3 separate regions of the Mus musculus genome follow, and regions 2 and 3 are each linked to region 1. A link is a contact called in public Hi-C and HiChIP or PLAC-seq data. All regions are on one chromosome and are shown on one strand. Each heading gives the region's core, a stretch centred on a gene start, on an enhancer-like site or on the middle of the called end of the contact. The rest is flanking DNA. Distances are from core to core; before and after follow the strand shown. Region 1 holds the start of Prmt7 (protein arginine N-methyltransferase 7). Region 2 holds the start of Ripor1 (RHO family interacting cell polarization regulator 1). Region 3 holds the start of Tppp3 (tubulin polymerization-promoting protein family member 3).

Region 1 (4,737 bases), core at 1,622-4,121:
AGCTGAACAAAGTGGCTCCCTCAGGTCAAGGCCAGTCTGGTCAACATTGTGTATCTCGTGACAGCCAGTGCTAAAGAGACTCCATCTCAAAAAAACAAAACAAAACAAAACAAAATGCAGGGCATTCTAAAAACCGAACTAAGGACCTATAACCCCTTTACCAACTGAGCTGTGCCCCCATCTGCCCTACCTACTTTTTAAAAAAGATTTTAGGTGCTAGAGATGGCTCAGCAGTTAAGAGGATTGGCTGCACTTCCAGAGGATCAGGGTTTGATTCTGAGCACCAACACTGTGGCTCACAACTGTCTAACTCTACTAGCCGGAGGTTCTGACACCTTCTTCTGTCTCAAAAAAAAAAAAAAGCCAATAATAGATGAAATCTCAAAAAATATTTTAGATTTTTTTCTTTTTTCTCTCTCTTTTTTTTTTTCCGAGACAGGGTTTCTCTGTGTAGCCCTGGCTGTCCTGGAACTCACTCTGTAGACCAGCCTGGCCCTGAACTCAGAAATCCTCCTGCCTCTGCCTTCCAACTGCTGGAATTAAAGGCATGTGTCACCATTGCCTGGCAAAATAGTTTCTTTTTAATCATACGTGTATGAGAATGCCCAGAGTGCGGATGGAGCGAGTTGCGCTGCCCACTGTGTAAATGTGTAGAACCATCCATCTCTCCAGTCCACTCCCCAAAGGAGCTCCCCCACGTCACACCTGCCCACTGCTGTTGCTGATGGGCATCAGCATTCAGGGCTTCTGAGCAGCCCGACCCTTTCCTGCGTTCCTCCCTTCCCTGAGCTTCTCTTTTCTTTCCATCCTAACTTTCCTGTTGGCTCTCCTCAGTCTCCTCGGCTGATCCTCTTACGCTCCATCTCCATCTCCATCTCCTCTCTCACTGGGATGCAGCAACTTCTCTCAACCTCACCTTTACCGAGCTCCGCCCGCAAACTCTGTGTCTCCACAACTCGTGCTTCTGTCGACCTCTAGCATCACAGGAAGTGTCCAAACCTTAACACCTCCTCCTCTCGGGTGGGCATCCCATCCACCCGGTCATCTCGCCGGGAGGAATCTTGGTGCTTCTTGAACTTTCCCCTCTTGCTGCATTCAGTGGGTTACCAAACTCCTTCCTGCTCCTCCAAGCTGCTCTGCCTCTCTCACCTCCACTGCTTGCTTCTACGTTAGGACAGAGGACTCCCTGTCCTCTCTCCAACCCACTTCCCACACTGCTCTCAGCAGGTGCTCTCTTCTCCTAACAGAGACCTCAACTGCTCAGAAAAACAATCTCCACAATCTTCTTCAAACCTAAATTGACATGGAGGAGCCCTGCACCCCTGCAGCCAGCTGAGCAGCAGCCCTGGGTACCTGGCAATCTCCTGGTGGTAATCATAGTGTTCATCCTCCTCCAGCCACTCCAGGGATCCCGTGGTAGGATTGGCACGGCCACAGAAGACCTTCATGGTGCCAACTGGCTCCTCAGTGTTTGCACAGAAACGTGAGGCTTGTTAATTTACTTCTTAGGAAGATATCTTGATATCAGAAACCTAATCAATTATAATGCCTAGGATGGAGAGAAAGGACAAGAAAACAAAGAGAAAAAAAAAATAAAGAAACAGACAAAAATGTCAAAGTTACTTACAATTCTTTATTAATGATAACATCGACCTTCAATCTCAGGTCTGGAAGGCAGAGACAGGCAGATCTCTGTGTAAGTTCAAAGTCAACATGGTCTTCATAGTAAGTTCTAGGCCAGCAAGAACTACATAGTGACAGCCCATCTCAAAAGAAAATTAACCAGTATTTTGATATTTCTGACAAGAGTAATTTTCATTTTTTATATAGGATATACCATCAAAAACTATAATAAAAGCCAGTTGTGGTAGCTCATGTCTAAAATCTCAGCACGTAGGAAACTGAGGCAGAAGGATCTAAAGTTTGATGCCATCCTGGGCAATGCTGTGAGACCTTGTCATAAAACAAGAACAAAACAGAACAACGTGTCGTTGCATGTCTTTGATTCTAGCACTAGAAAAGCAGAGGCAGGACCATCTCTATGAGTTCCATGCCTGTCAGGGCTGCACAATGAGATTCCTGTCTGAAGAAAAATTTGGGGGTGAGGGGGGGCCTACAGTAAATATATAGGGCTGTTTGGAAGTTTCGCCACTTTTCAGAAATTCCTACATAATTAAAAAGGCCCCACAAGTCCATCGGGGTCCAGCCTTCAAGTGAAGGCAAGTGAGAAGGCAGGGTAAGCCGAGCAATGAGCTAACATTATACAGTAAAAGCGCAGAAGTGGTTATTCCGCAACAGATTAAGGACACTTGCTTATCTGTGATGTCGCTAGGGTTTCACTAAGAACACACTTAAAAATGCACTGAGGGCCACTCCAGTGTTTTAATCAAAAGCATGTCCACCTCGGGCACACAAACGTCTGGCGCTTCTCCGGGTGAGTGTCGTGAACTGAATGGTTCCCAAACTGCTCAGAATACGAACTGAGAAAGCCATCCCGAAGCAAAACCGCCCGAACGGTCCCGGGACCGAACCGTTCCCGGCTGGGTTAGGGGCGCTGCATACAACTGAGGTCCCGCCCGGTGTGAGTGACTGGGGCGAGGCTTCTGACACAAGTCCTGCGCCCGGCGACAGTCTGAGAAAGGACAGTCACCCACGCGGACCGCTGCGGCAGACCTGCTCAGGGTGCTTGAACCACTCCACGTGGACTCTGGAGCAGCCCGGAAGATAAGTACACCGGAAACCCAAATATCCCCAACGCCAGAGCCCTAAAAATGAGGCCGGAAGACCGACTGCACCCAGGCCCAGCCACGGCCCAACCTCCCCAGCAAGCCCAACAGCTCACCCGCTGTGGGAAGCGATCCACTCGCCGCCACTCCCGCGGCCATTTTGCCTCTCCCACTGTGGGTGGGGCGTCGAGGCGTAGCGTGACGTTCCGTGAGGCCCCGCCCGCTGAACTGGATGGACATCCCGTCGCGCCCCGCGCCTTCCCACAGTACTCCGCGATCGCCGCTATGGAGGCCGGCAGGACTGCGGTGTTGCGCGTGAAGCGGAAGCGCAACGCGGAGCCCGCCGAGGCGCTCGTGCTGGCCTGTAAACGCCCCCGGAGCAGCGAGGTCGAGTCGGCGGCTCGGGAGACGCCAGAGGGCCAGGAGGCGGCGGCGGCGGAGAGAAATGTCTTCCAGTTGGTTGCCACCGTGCGATCCCAGGTATGAGAAGGGTGAATGGACTCTTTGTGGGAGCGATCTTTGAACGCTGCCCGTGTCGCAGTCATCTCTTTTCCCGACGCCCCTCAGGAGGAGCCAATCCAGCAGCTTGTGCGGGCTGCCTTGCGCCCGTCCCGGAGCAGCCAGCTGCGTATCCGCCGCGATCTTCGTGCCTCGGTGCGCGAGGTCCGTAAAGAGGGCCGCTACAGGGTGGTCTCCAGCCACCGATCCTCGGGAACCTCGAACAGTTTGGAGCCTCAGTGTGGGTCAGAAGCTGTCGGGGATGCGGGCTTCCAGTTGTTGGACCTGGTCCACGAGGAGGAAAACCCAGAGGCTGCTGCCACCGACTGCCGCAAAGTGAGTACTGTATATGTCTGCTCTGCTCCCAAAGGCAGTAATGAAGAGCATACACACTGTAAGCTTAAGAATGGATGATCCATCTCTAAGAGTTGACCTCATTTTACCTGATTTCTGTTGTTGTTTTTGTTCTGTTGAGATAGTTTTGCTGTGTAGCTCTGGTTGACATAGTACGGGCTATGGAGCCCAAGCAGACCTCTGACACACAGCAGTTCTGCCTCCGTCGCTCCAGTGCTGGGATTATAAGTAAGCATGTGCAACCCACGCCCCTTAGGATTGGTTTTCTTTCTTTCTCTTTTGCTTGTGTCGTAATACACACCTTCCCTCCCAGCATTTGGGAGGCAGTACCATGTGGATCTCTGAGTTCCAGCCCAAAAAGGACTACATAGTGAGACCTTGTCTCCAAAAAAAAAAAAAACAAAAAGCAAAAAACAAAAACTTTGTGTGTGATTGATCAGGCCTTTAATACTCAAGAGGCATGGATCAATAGATCTCTTCTTTCAAGGCCAGGCAGAGCTACACAGTGAGAACGTGTATCAAAATAAATAAACAGAATTGATGTAGGCCTTTTGAAAGTGGATTTGGCTATTTAAAAGATATACAGTATTTAGAGATGATGTTAAACTGTCATTGCTACGAAAAATGAGGTAAATATGGAAGGAGTTTTAGCTCACAATTTTGGAGGTTTTGGTGCAGTGTATGGTCAGACTACTAACAATTTGCCTCCAACCTCCCTGAAGACGGGGCTCTAGCATTTATATATACCCTCTGAGAAGTTCCCAGAATTCCAAATGTCACAGAAACTATCTACAGCTGACAAAAACCACTTCTGCTAGGGCATGAGGCAAATCATAGTCAGCTGCTTTAGACAGCTCAAAGCAGCCCCACATCCCCACACCTGGGATTAAAACAAAAAAAAAAATAAACTGTTTCTGTGTTCTTTAAAGAAACCAAAATTCCAGACTTGTCACTACAAAGGGAACTTGCGGCAAGTGTTCTTCCTCTGAGCTAGATTCCTAATGTGGTATTTTCCTTTTCTTAATCTTCACAAATACTATGAATTAGATACTTTTATCGCCATTTTGTTTTTTTTTTCAGAAAGTTTTTATTAGCAAGCATTGGCTATTCAAAGTAATAGTTTTTATTAGATTTTGTATGTCTATACTCACTCCTGTTG
Region 2 (5,141 bases), core at 748-3,247, 610 kb after region 1:
CTGCTAAGAGAAGTCTCAGCTCCTGCCAACTCAGGTGAGTTCTGGAAACGATAAAGAATCAAGTCCCAAAGGTTATGAGGCGTGCAGCTCGACAGCGAATGGAATCTTAATTGCCTGCACGAACCCACTTTCCATAGACCTCCCGATCGTTCCTGTGTGCCAGGACAAAACCACCAGCATGGGGCGGAAAGTAAGACCAATAGTACTGTTCACCTAGCGCACACCACACTAGCTACAGCCTCTCCACGAGTCTCTAGGTCCAGCCCGACTCAGCTGTAGGGCTACAGTAGACTGAGGTAAACAGAAGCTATAAATAACCCAGGCAAAAGGGTGGCTGCAAGGGAGAAGGGGGTCGCGCGCAAAAGCCTGTCCCTGTCTCCATGGCAACTGCCCCAAACCTAGTTGCTGACGTCATCTGGCAGCCGCCAACCAGAACTGCCACTGAAAAGGGGAGGGGGGCCTGCTATGGCCTAAGACCCCCACCCCACCCCGGAACCGGGTGGAGACTACTTAGTGGCCTCACTTCCTGCCAGCCTCCTCCCTGGTCAGCTGGTCACATTCCCTGTCCCGCCGCGTTCTGGGAGCTGGACAGCCTCCCCCGGCTAGGTCTGGCTAGGTCGCGAGTCCCAGCGGTGGCGGATTGGGAACGCTCTGACTCACTCTCGCCCTCCTCGCCTGGTTTTCCACCTAGGCAGATCCTAGTCCAAACGCCTTGTGCGCTCCCCTCCCTCCCACCCAAACCCAGGCCCAGGGACTGCTCATCTCGCTCTGCTGCCCACAGGGCCCAGGACTGTGTGGGAGGTAGACGAGGGAGCCTTGGCAGTCCTTGTCCGGCTGTAGTGCTCCCAACCCCCACTGTCAATACTAGAGAGGTGGATAGTGAATTCTTGCTTCTTCCCAACCCAGCTGTGTGACCTTGAAAATGCTGCTAACCTCTCTGGCCCAGTATTTACATCTGCCAGATGGTCATACACCTTCTCAGAAGGCTGCATGTCAGTCGAATGTGCAGGTCCAAGACGCACGCAGCCACATAGACGGTGGCCAGGACACCGTTATTATTGTATTAGATTTTACACACGAGACCAGCCTGCACGCACATCAGAAATGATTTGGAAGGGCCGGTAAGAGAGGTCACACTCAGACTTAACTTAAGATAGGAGGACAGAGGGTCCTAAAAGCTGACATAGCCGGGGCTCTAGCCCTGGTTGAACAACCCCTTCCCCAAACCAGTTCTACAGGATGCTTAGTTCTGACTGTTTGCTGAGTCCCCATAGCAGCTTCCATTTCCAGGGACAGGGTCTGTCGACCGCCGCCAAAACGACCTTCTCCAGCTTCAGCTTCGGTTTGGGTGGAGAGTGTGGCCTCGGGCAAATTCAGTCTTCAGTCACCTCGGGCCTGGCCCCAAAGCAGCTTAGGTCGACCAGGGCCAGGAACACTAGCTAGCTCATCTAGGGGGTCTCCTGCACCCTGTCGCCCCGTTCCCATTCCCAGATCAGCCTCTGCCGCACCGCAGGCTCCAGGATAAAGCCAATCCCAGGCCCAGAAAGGCGTCTCAGGCTCGCCCTCGGGCCTGCCCACAGTGGAGCCCCGGGGCACTGCCGTGGCGGCCTGGGCGCGGAAGGGAAGGGAGGAGGCGGCGGGCGCGGCAGAGCCGGAGGCGGCGGCTTTTGTGGGGCGAAGCTGCGTTCTCCGTGCCCGGGGTGGGGGTGGGGGTGGGGAGAAAAGACACGGCGCGATCCGGGTCGCGAGAACGGGGTGAGGCGGGACCCGGTCGCAAGTCCGGGAGCCGATGGGCGGCGCGGGTGCAGGACGCACGGGATCCACAGCTCGCCCCTTCTCCCCGCCACGGCCTTAGGAAACGGCGCGGACACTCACATGGCTGCGCTGGGCTGCAAGGACCTCGCGCTGTCGGTACTCTCGGCGTTGCCCGGCCTGCTCGCGCTGCAGCTGCCGCTGTCGCCGCGGCCGGCGCCTGCCCCTCCCTCCTCTCCGCCGCCCCGCCCCGCCCCTCTGGGCCCCACCTCCTGCGCTCCCCTCCGGCTCCCGCACCCCGAAGGGGCGCCCACAGCTCGCTCCGCCTTCGCGAGTTACCCGGCAGAGTGGTCTGCCTACCGTGTCAACCAGCTTGTGGAAAGGGAGAGCGAAGGGAGAGCGAAGGTGTCTGCGGGAACCGGACAGCTTCCTGGGAACTGCATGCAGACCTTAAATCTGGGGTAGGGGGCGCTAGGGAACCCCTCCTACTTGCCTCTTACCCAGATCTCTGCAGCTCTAAAGACCTCAGGCTCCCTTCCTGTCACCATAAACAGGTTCTTGGAGCTGACACGGAAAGTTGGGGTGGTTGGAGGAAGTGCTTAGGGTCTGGAGAGGCTTAGATAAGGGAACCAGAATCTGGCCTAACCGTCGCACACCTTCTGGGTTGAAGTTCTGCCCCTCATCCCTTCCCACTTTTTCAGCCAGCCTCAGTTTCCCGCTGTAGGATCAGAGAGCCTTTTCGACAACGTCTTCCTTATAAATAGGGCTCATAGCTAGGCCAGGCAAGCGTGTAACCACTCAGCGGGTACTGCTTTCTGGGGAGTTACAGATTTTGTTTCTGGGATATAAGTGACTAACCTGGTAAGGTCTGGGTATGCGTACTGGGAACATACATTGGCCATGGGGGTCAAAGGCAAAAATGAGTTATGGTGTAACAGAGAGCTGGCCTGACCAACAAGCTGACTCCAATCCCCTACCCCTCCCATTATTAACCAGATGCTATTAGCTCTCTCCAACCCCCTGTCCCTATCCTCCACCTCTTGGCGTTCCTGTTTCCTGCAACATCTCATCTTTTGAGGTAGGTCAGGCATACTCAGGGGTGGTCTGATGGATTTTAAGAGGTGCCTGAATTTCTGAGCCTGACACTGATCCTGAGCGTAGGTCTCAACAACCCGATATGGTAGGATTCTGGAATACCAACATCTTCATCCCCCTAGGCTCTTTCCAGAGACACCCTCAGCCTCTTTCTCAACCCTCCAGGCTTTTCCCCCAGAACACTTGCTTGTTCCAGAGCCCTGGATGCCCTTGTGAATGCCCCCATCCCTTTCCCAGGATTTTTTTTTCTTTTAAACACAGGGTCTAACACTATGTAGCCCTGGCTGTTCTGGAACTCTCTCTGTAGAGCAGGCTGGCCTCAAACACCCAGAGATCACCCAGAGATCTACCTGCCTCTGCCTCCCAAGTGCTGGGATTAAAGGCATGCGCCACCACTGCCGGGCTCTTTTTTTTTATTTTTTATTTAATTTATTTAGTTTTATTTTATGTGCATTGGTGTTTTGCCTGCATGTATATCTGTGTGAGGATGTCAGATCCCCTGGTACTGGAATTACAATTGTGAGTGATTGGCCTGTGGGTGCTGGGAATTGAATCCAGGTTCTCTGGAAAAAACAGCCAATGTTTTGAACTGCGGAGCCATCTCTCCAGACCCCCCTCCCCAGAACTCTCAAAACTTGTCGTCCCTGGACCTCTGGCTAGCTCTAAAGCTTCCCCCTTCAGCAAAAGATTCTTCAAGTACTTTTTCGGCAGATGACCTCTTCTCTTTTTTTCTCGGTCAAGTTTCTGACCAACTCCTCTCAGACCTTGAATCAGGACCAGGTAGCAAGCAAGCCACCTGCATGTAGGGAGGGGCCCTGTGCGTGAGTTAAGGAATCTGACTGTGGTATCTAAGCATTTTAGTGCAGAGATCAACACTGTCCTGGCTCCTAGTGGGAGTTTTGAAGGACAATTTGTTGAATGAAAGAGTGAACGAGCCAGTATCAGTAACCTGCTCTGTCAACCCTCCCTCCCCTCTCTTCTTGCCCCACCCCAAACTTCCATTCTTTTCTTGACTCTTCTGGGAATCAAATCCAGGAGCAAGTGCTCTCCTACTGAGCTACACTGTCTGTCTTTGGTCCACAGAGACGGGGCCTTGCTATGAGACCAGGCTAATCCCAAACTCACACTATTCCTACTTCTGCCTGCTACGTGCTAGGATTGAGGTTGTATGCCACTGTACCTGGTTCCTAGTCCTCCAGGCTGTGCACACTTGACATCTTTAAAATGCATTATCTCCTCTTCTCTCCCACATTACCAATGCTCTGTCATCCATCCATTCACCAGTGAATATTCCTGAGCACCAAGAGTTGGGAAATGTGCTGGTTGCTAGAGTGGCAATGGCTTAGAGCTGTCCCTGTGCCACCACCACTTGGCTAATCAAGACACTTTCTGAGAAACATGTTCAGCTTTCAAAGACTGACATCATATAATTCTACTTCAAGAAACCCTTCCGGTCTATAGTACTTTGAATAGAACCCATGGCCCAAGGACTGCTGGGTAAAAATCACCCTACTGCTAAGAGCTTAATTTCAGCCTGAACATCCTCACATTATGAAAAAAAAAAAAAAAAAAAAAAAAAAGAAGAAGAAGAAGAAGAAAGAAAAAGTTTTGCCAGGCACTGTAGCACATACCTTTAATCCCAGCATTTAAGAAGCAAAGGCAGGCCGGGCACTTGGGAGGCAGAGGCAGGCAGATTTCTGAGATCAAGGCCAGCCTGGTCTACAAAGTGAGTTCCAGGACAGCCAGGGCTACACAGAGAAACCCTGTCTCGAGAAAAAAAAAAAAAAAAAAAAAAAAAAAAAAGAAGAAGCAGCAAAGGCAGGCAGATCAGTCAAGGCTACATAGTAAGACCATGTCTCTAAATGAATAAATATTTAGCAAAAAATTTTTATTTTCATTTTATATATATAAATGGTGTTTTTCTTGCCCAATGACCCAGGAGGCCAGAGAGGGTGTCAGGGTCCCTAGATTTGGAGCTCTAGGGTGGTGAGCTGCTGTGTGGGGTCTGGGTCCTCTGTAAAAGCACCAAATGTTCTTAGCTACTGAGCCATCTCTCCAGCTCCCCTGACCCCCCCTTTTTTCGATTAAAGGCATGTGCCACCACCGCCCAACCCAAACCCCATTTTTAATGAGTGATTCTTCCTCATTGGCCCCTCTGTCCTGTCTCTCTGTCCATGGCCACTACTCCTATGTTCACCTAGGCTACTATTTTTTTTTCTGCTATCCTTAGTCTTCTTTTGCTACCAAAAGTTGGTTTCCACTCATCACTCCAAGCAATCTTCTAAATCATTAAC
Region 3 (4,962 bases), core at 1,244-3,743, 740 kb after region 1:
GTCGGGCAGGTGAGGGCAACACGGTTGTCTCGTCCCTGTGAACCTCTTGGTTAAGCTACAGTCTAGGCATACTGGGCGTAAGGGCCTGCAGCTTCCCCCTGGTAGAATAGCTGCAGCTTGACTAGATAAAGCAAGTCCTTGTGATGAGGTAGGATTTAGAAATGCGTGTGTGAAGCCTTGCCTTGGAAGGGCTCTCCCAGCACATCTGAGAACCAGGAAGCCACCCCTAACCTCTGGGACATGAGACCACTCAGCTATCAGAGAGGGCAGTAACAAGGTGTGCTCGGGGCTGAAGAGCCTCTGGATCTACACATAGTCTCTTAGCCTTCCTGACCCCTCTCTCCCAAGGAGATGGAGTTCTACATGAGGACCTTCAGCCATGTGCGTCCAGAGCCCTCTGGCCAGGCTAGGACAGCAGCATTAAATGCCAAGTAAGTGTCACCTGGCTGTTCCCATCGGAGGTGGGAGAAAGGGTAGGCCAGGGTCAAAACATGGGTCTGGGACCAGCTCAGCACAGTCTTGGATGGATTAGTCTCTGTCCTGCTAGGAAGGGAACCTCTAGCAGGAGGGACTCCGGGGCAGCATCTAGAGTTTGCTCTCTGGCTTTTACCTCAGTCCTTCCCAGTTTCTTGCCACCCAAGGCCAAGTGGAACCACCACTACCCTCCTCCTCAGACACACTGGCTCTGCCTCCACGGATCCAACCCCAGGTAGGAGGGACTGGGTTTGGACCTCTGCCCAAGAAGAGGGACATGGAAAAGAAGCCTGCACTCTGATGAGCGCCTCTGCTGCTTTCGGCAAAGTGGGGTCTGGAGAAGCAGCCCACACTTCCCTCTGTCTTTACAGAAAAAGAGGAAGCGGCGAGTGTATAGATTGCCCAGGTCTGGGGTCTTGGACCGAGAGCTCCCACTGCCCAGGTTACGGGGTGAGCGCCGCTCTCTGCTTGGATCCTATTGGATTAGTTCGTGGGAGGGAAAGGTTTTAAAGCCCTAGCTGCAGCCCTTATCTCAATCTAAGTCCCCCTCTGTGCGCAGAGACTGGGACTCCTAGCCGCCGCTCCAGCTCTTCATCTGATTCCACCAGTGCCAGCCCAGTGCATGCTGGTGGCTCTGCAGGCGCCTACTACTCGGCATCAGCTGAGTCCATGGAAGAGATTCCAGTGGCCCAGACGCGCCTGGGCAGTGCCGCACTGGGTGCCCCAGGAGCCAGGGGTCGAGAGTCTGGGCTGGCTCTACAGGCACGTTCGCCTGCTGTTTTTGTGAGCCCGAGCAGTGGCGAGCCCGGAACACCTGGAGGCGGCGACGGCCTGCCTTAGCCCACTAAGGCTAAGGACTAGAGGCAGGAGGGCCTTGACTCTATGCAACACCCCACATTCGCGTAACGAGTGCACTTTAGGGACCTCAAGGTCGACAGGATCGGCCTTCCTTACCCAAGACTCAGCAATATCCGCTCCACCAGCCCTGATGCCCCAATAAACTTTTTTTTTTTTTTAATGCTTTTGCGGACTTAATGCTTATTTTCATAGTGGAAAAATCCATGGATCTCACAGAAGCAGGACCACCATTGCTAGCTTGGGGCAGAGAAAGAGGGGCGGGTTAGGAAAGGTCTCTGGACAGGGTTTTTCTTTTAAGTGTTGGGAATCAAAAACATGGGGTCTTGTTCAAGAACTACCACTCTCCTCTGTCCCTTCTCCCATTTCCCAGGGTAGCCTCGAAAATTTGAATCTACTGCTTCAGTCTCCCGAATCCCCAGATTGCAGGCTTGTGCTACCACACCCACCCAGCAAGGTTTATTAATTAATTAATTAATCAATTAATATTTAGTATTTTTATTTAGTTTTTTATTTAGTATTTGCAGTTGGAAACTGAAGAGGAAGCAGGCTAGGGAGGCGCATTGGAACAAGAAGCTGTGAGGCGGGGAGACGAGAATGGGAGGAGGCAGCCATTCTCCGAAATTTAGGAATTGCTGCCACAAAAGTACCCAGCATTTGGGGGGGTGGGGTGGGTAAGAATGCGTGATCCACTGATTGTCTCAGTCTTCTAGTGCTTCAGAATGTGGCCTGCTGAGAACCTAGGAATGAGTGAATGCCACAGGGTTAGCGGCAGCTGTGGTCTTGGAGCCAGCTGTAGATCCTTGTCAATGAGGGGCGGGATCCCCTTCTTCAGTTCAGCTCCTAGACAATCTCAGGTGGATTCTTTCAGCAGTCCCTTGAGGGTTGGGGACAATGGAATTTGGGGGGGGGCTGTTTTCCCATTGGCCATGGGAGTTCCTATCTTAGGACATCCAGGACTGCAGAGGGCAGCTCTGACCGCTTGAGGACCGCGGTTGAAGGGGAGGAGCAGGATAAGGCTGTCGCTGCAATTCTGCGGGCCCAGCGCCCACAGAGCACATAGGGCGGGGTCTGGTGGGAGGAGCTAGCGTGACCTTGGTCACTCTCCCGCCGAGACAGCCTAGGGGGTGGGACTCACTGTCTCTATGGTGACCGAGAAACAGGGGATAATACTACGGAGCCGCCCGGGCTGCAGTCCCGCCCGGGAGCCGGCAGGGAGCGGAGCTGTGGAGCCTCCTGGTCTCCAGCATCAGTTCCTGGGTCCTGTCCGAAGGCACGCTCAGGAGCAGCCAAGCGGTAGAAGCCGGTAGGAGACTGAACATCGACCACCCTAATTCGTATCCCCCAAAAGGAGGGGTGGGTGGGAGCAGCCTGAACCAACCTCAGATGGTACTGAGCTGAGCCTATCAGCTGAACACCCCGGCCCTGGCCCCAAGGGTTCCACACACACTCCTGCCCCCACCTTCTTGCCAGGCTGATTGATGACTGCAGCTGTCCCAGCAGGAGCTGACGAGCGGATTCAGTTCAGAGGCATGAACACTGTGCCCAGGGTCTGAGGACCCCAGAGCAGCTGCTGTGATTCTGTTCCACATCAACAGCCCCCAAATTCATCTTCCCATAGACAGGAGTGAGCAGTAGCCTCAGGATCCTCCCATTTCCTTGAGAAGAGCATCATGTAGCACCCCAAACTCCCCTGGACACATTTACCTGTGGTGTTCAAGTACAGGGCTTTGGGTCCCCGGGCGGGTTGACATCTTTGGGAGAGGCAAAGGGTGTGGCGGACCCCATTTACAGACCCACAGAGGTCCCTGCAGAGTGCAATCTCTGGGTTTCTGAGTCTTAAAAATTGCAACTTATGGATGAGTAGGTGTGGTCACCAGAAAAGGCCTTTCAGTGTGGACCAACTAGTAATGGAAGAAGAGGAAGTTGTTCGGGGGCCAGGTTGTGGTCATTGGACACTTTTTTTTTTTTCCCCTAAGAGGCAAGGTAAAGATGGTGGCTGAGAACAGGAGGCTGCAGTGGGTGTGGTGATGGTGGTATGTCTTAACATGATGCCTGGCGATGCCAGTGCTGGTTAGACTCTGAGGGGCTTTAGGTCAGGTCTGTGTCAATAGCTTTAGCATATGAGTAAAGAGAGAGTGCTGAGGGTGTGGTCAGGGAACTCTGCGCGTGTGTGGTGGTGGGTGTTCAATGCTTTGCATGGAAGTATGGAAGTGTTACTGCATAGACTGGGAGATTTCAAGGCAGGGCTGTGTCAGAAGCTGTAGCTATATGGATGAACGGGAATGCTCCAAGGGTATGGCCAGGGGGCCTTTGTAAGGGTGCAGAGTCCAGCTAGTGACTGTGGTTGGGGTCTTCAGGATGTGAGTTAAAAGGATGCAAAATGGATGCAGTGTACACAGGGTTTGATTTGGAGAGGGACTTTCAGGGTGGGGCTGAGGGTGTGGTCAGAGATCTGCAATGGAGCTCTGAGGAGGGTGTGGTCAGGGGTCTGTAGTAGGACATGCACTTGACTGCAGGGCTGTGGGCATGCTGGGGAGGAGTTTCATTGCAGGGGTCTTAATGTCTGTGTGGGGATGGAAAAGGAAAAAGGGTCAAATTCAAGGCTTTGGGTGTGGGTGGAGGAAGCCTCGGTGCAAGGCTGTGGGTATGGTTAGTGGGTACGAGGCAGAGGGTGTGGAGGGCCAGGGCTCAGTGCATCTGAGCTATGGGAACGTGGACAGGCGTGGTCACGCTCAGTGAAAAGAAGACCTTAGTGGAGGGCTGAAGTGTAGACAACGGGATTGTGCCTCAGTGAAGGATTGAGGCACCAAGATCATGGCCCCATGGAAGAATTTAGGGGCTACTGTCCAAGTCTCTACCCAGGTTTCTTCGTTTCCCACTCTTAAGCTCCACAGACTGGAAGCTACAGCTTCAATCAGTGGCAAGGGGCCAGGAAGCCACGGTTGTGCCCTAGGCTTAGGGAGTGCTGGTATGCCCCACCCTTGGGCCCCTGATCCCCAGCCCAGCCCAGCCCAGCCCAGCAGCACTGGGAGCTTCTCCCTCAAGCCGCCCTGACACCATCCTACCCTTAGCAACTGTCTCCAAGCAGCACCACCCTCCCTTAGCAACTGTCTCCAGGCTCCACAAACTGTGGCCAGGCCAGACCCAAGTTCCTGCTCCCCTCCTGTTTTTGTTTAACAGCAAATAGTAACAAGGCCAGGGCTGGGCCAGCTGCGCCCCTGCCTAGGGCAGGCACTGCTGCCCTTGCTCTTGCTCCATTGTCAGGCCGAGGCTGGGCCTCCCTAGGTCTCCATGACCTTTACAGAGACACTGCCCTCACTACATACCTGCCCATACACCACCCTTGTCTGGCGTTGACCCAGATTGACAGGAGTTTTCAGGGAGGCTTTTCTGCCACCACCCCCACTTCCACCCAACCAGGCTTTGTGCCAGGGACAGACAAAGCCATGGCCCTAGCTGCTATCATCACAGTCTTTCAGGACAGTGCCCTTCTGTTCCCAGGGCCGTGTGGGCATCATGACTTCATCTTCTGAGCCCTCTTGACATCCAGGGCTGGCACCGAGCGACAGCACCTTTCTGCCCATAGCTCTTCCTCAGCTCTGGGCATAGACAGACACAAGGTGCTAACCC

What was found. Hi-C and Micro-C count contacts between places; a contact is called where the count stands out from the background. HiChIP or PLAC-seq counts read pairs in DNA pulled down with a chosen protein or histone mark.
Region 2: a Hi-C map of cardiomyocytes shows a contact between it and region 1, with 3 times the contacts expected there. The contact joins the promoter of Ripor1 here to the promoter of Prmt7 in region 1. A contact is called at or near these places in 1 of 39 promoter capture datasets (pre-B cells), 1 of 484 Hi-C or Micro-C datasets (cardiomyocytes), 4 of 115 datasets of contacts at active chromatin or transcription factors (embryonic stem cells, large pre-B cells, microglia and 1 more) and 2 of 9 other capture datasets (adipose tissue and liver).
Region 3: a contact with region 1 is called in an H3K4me3 HiChIP or PLAC-seq map of pro-B cells, with 7 times the contacts expected there. The contact joins the promoter of Tppp3 here to the promoter of Prmt7 in region 1. A contact is called at or near these places in 1 of 39 promoter capture datasets (pre-B cells) and 2 of 115 datasets of contacts at active chromatin or transcription factors (large pre-B cells and pro-B cells).

What each region holds. Positions count from the first base shown.
Region 1 is chr8:106,209,188-106,213,924 of GRCm38.p6, reverse strand. It overlaps Prmt7 (protein arginine N-methyltransferase 7), which reads right to left and starts at 2,871. Exons shown (of 18, transcript NM_145404.1): 1 at 2,843-2,871; 2 at 1,354-1,549. The coding sequence starts at 1,448. It overlaps Slc7a6os (solute carrier family 7, member 6 opposite strand), which reads left to right and starts at 2,992. Exons shown (of 5, transcript NM_001007567.2): 1 at 2,992-3,206; 2 at 3,294-3,560. The coding sequence starts at 3,012.
Region 2 is chr8:105,602,085-105,607,225 of GRCm38.p6, reverse strand. It overlaps Ripor1 (RHO family interacting cell polarization regulator 1), which reads right to left and starts at 1,997. Exons shown (of 22, transcript NM_001081241.2): 1 at 1,876-1,997.
Region 3 is chr8:105,468,953-105,473,914 of GRCm38.p6, reverse strand. Tppp3 (tubulin polymerization-promoting protein family member 3) reads left to right here and starts at 2,493. Exons shown (of 4, transcript NM_026481.3): 1 at 2,493-2,635. It overlaps Zdhhc1 (zinc finger, DHHC domain containing 1), which reads left to right. Exons shown (of 14, transcript NM_175160.5): 11 at 349-431; 12 at 616-709; 13 at 846-924; 14 at 1,034-1,492. The coding sequence ends at 1,314.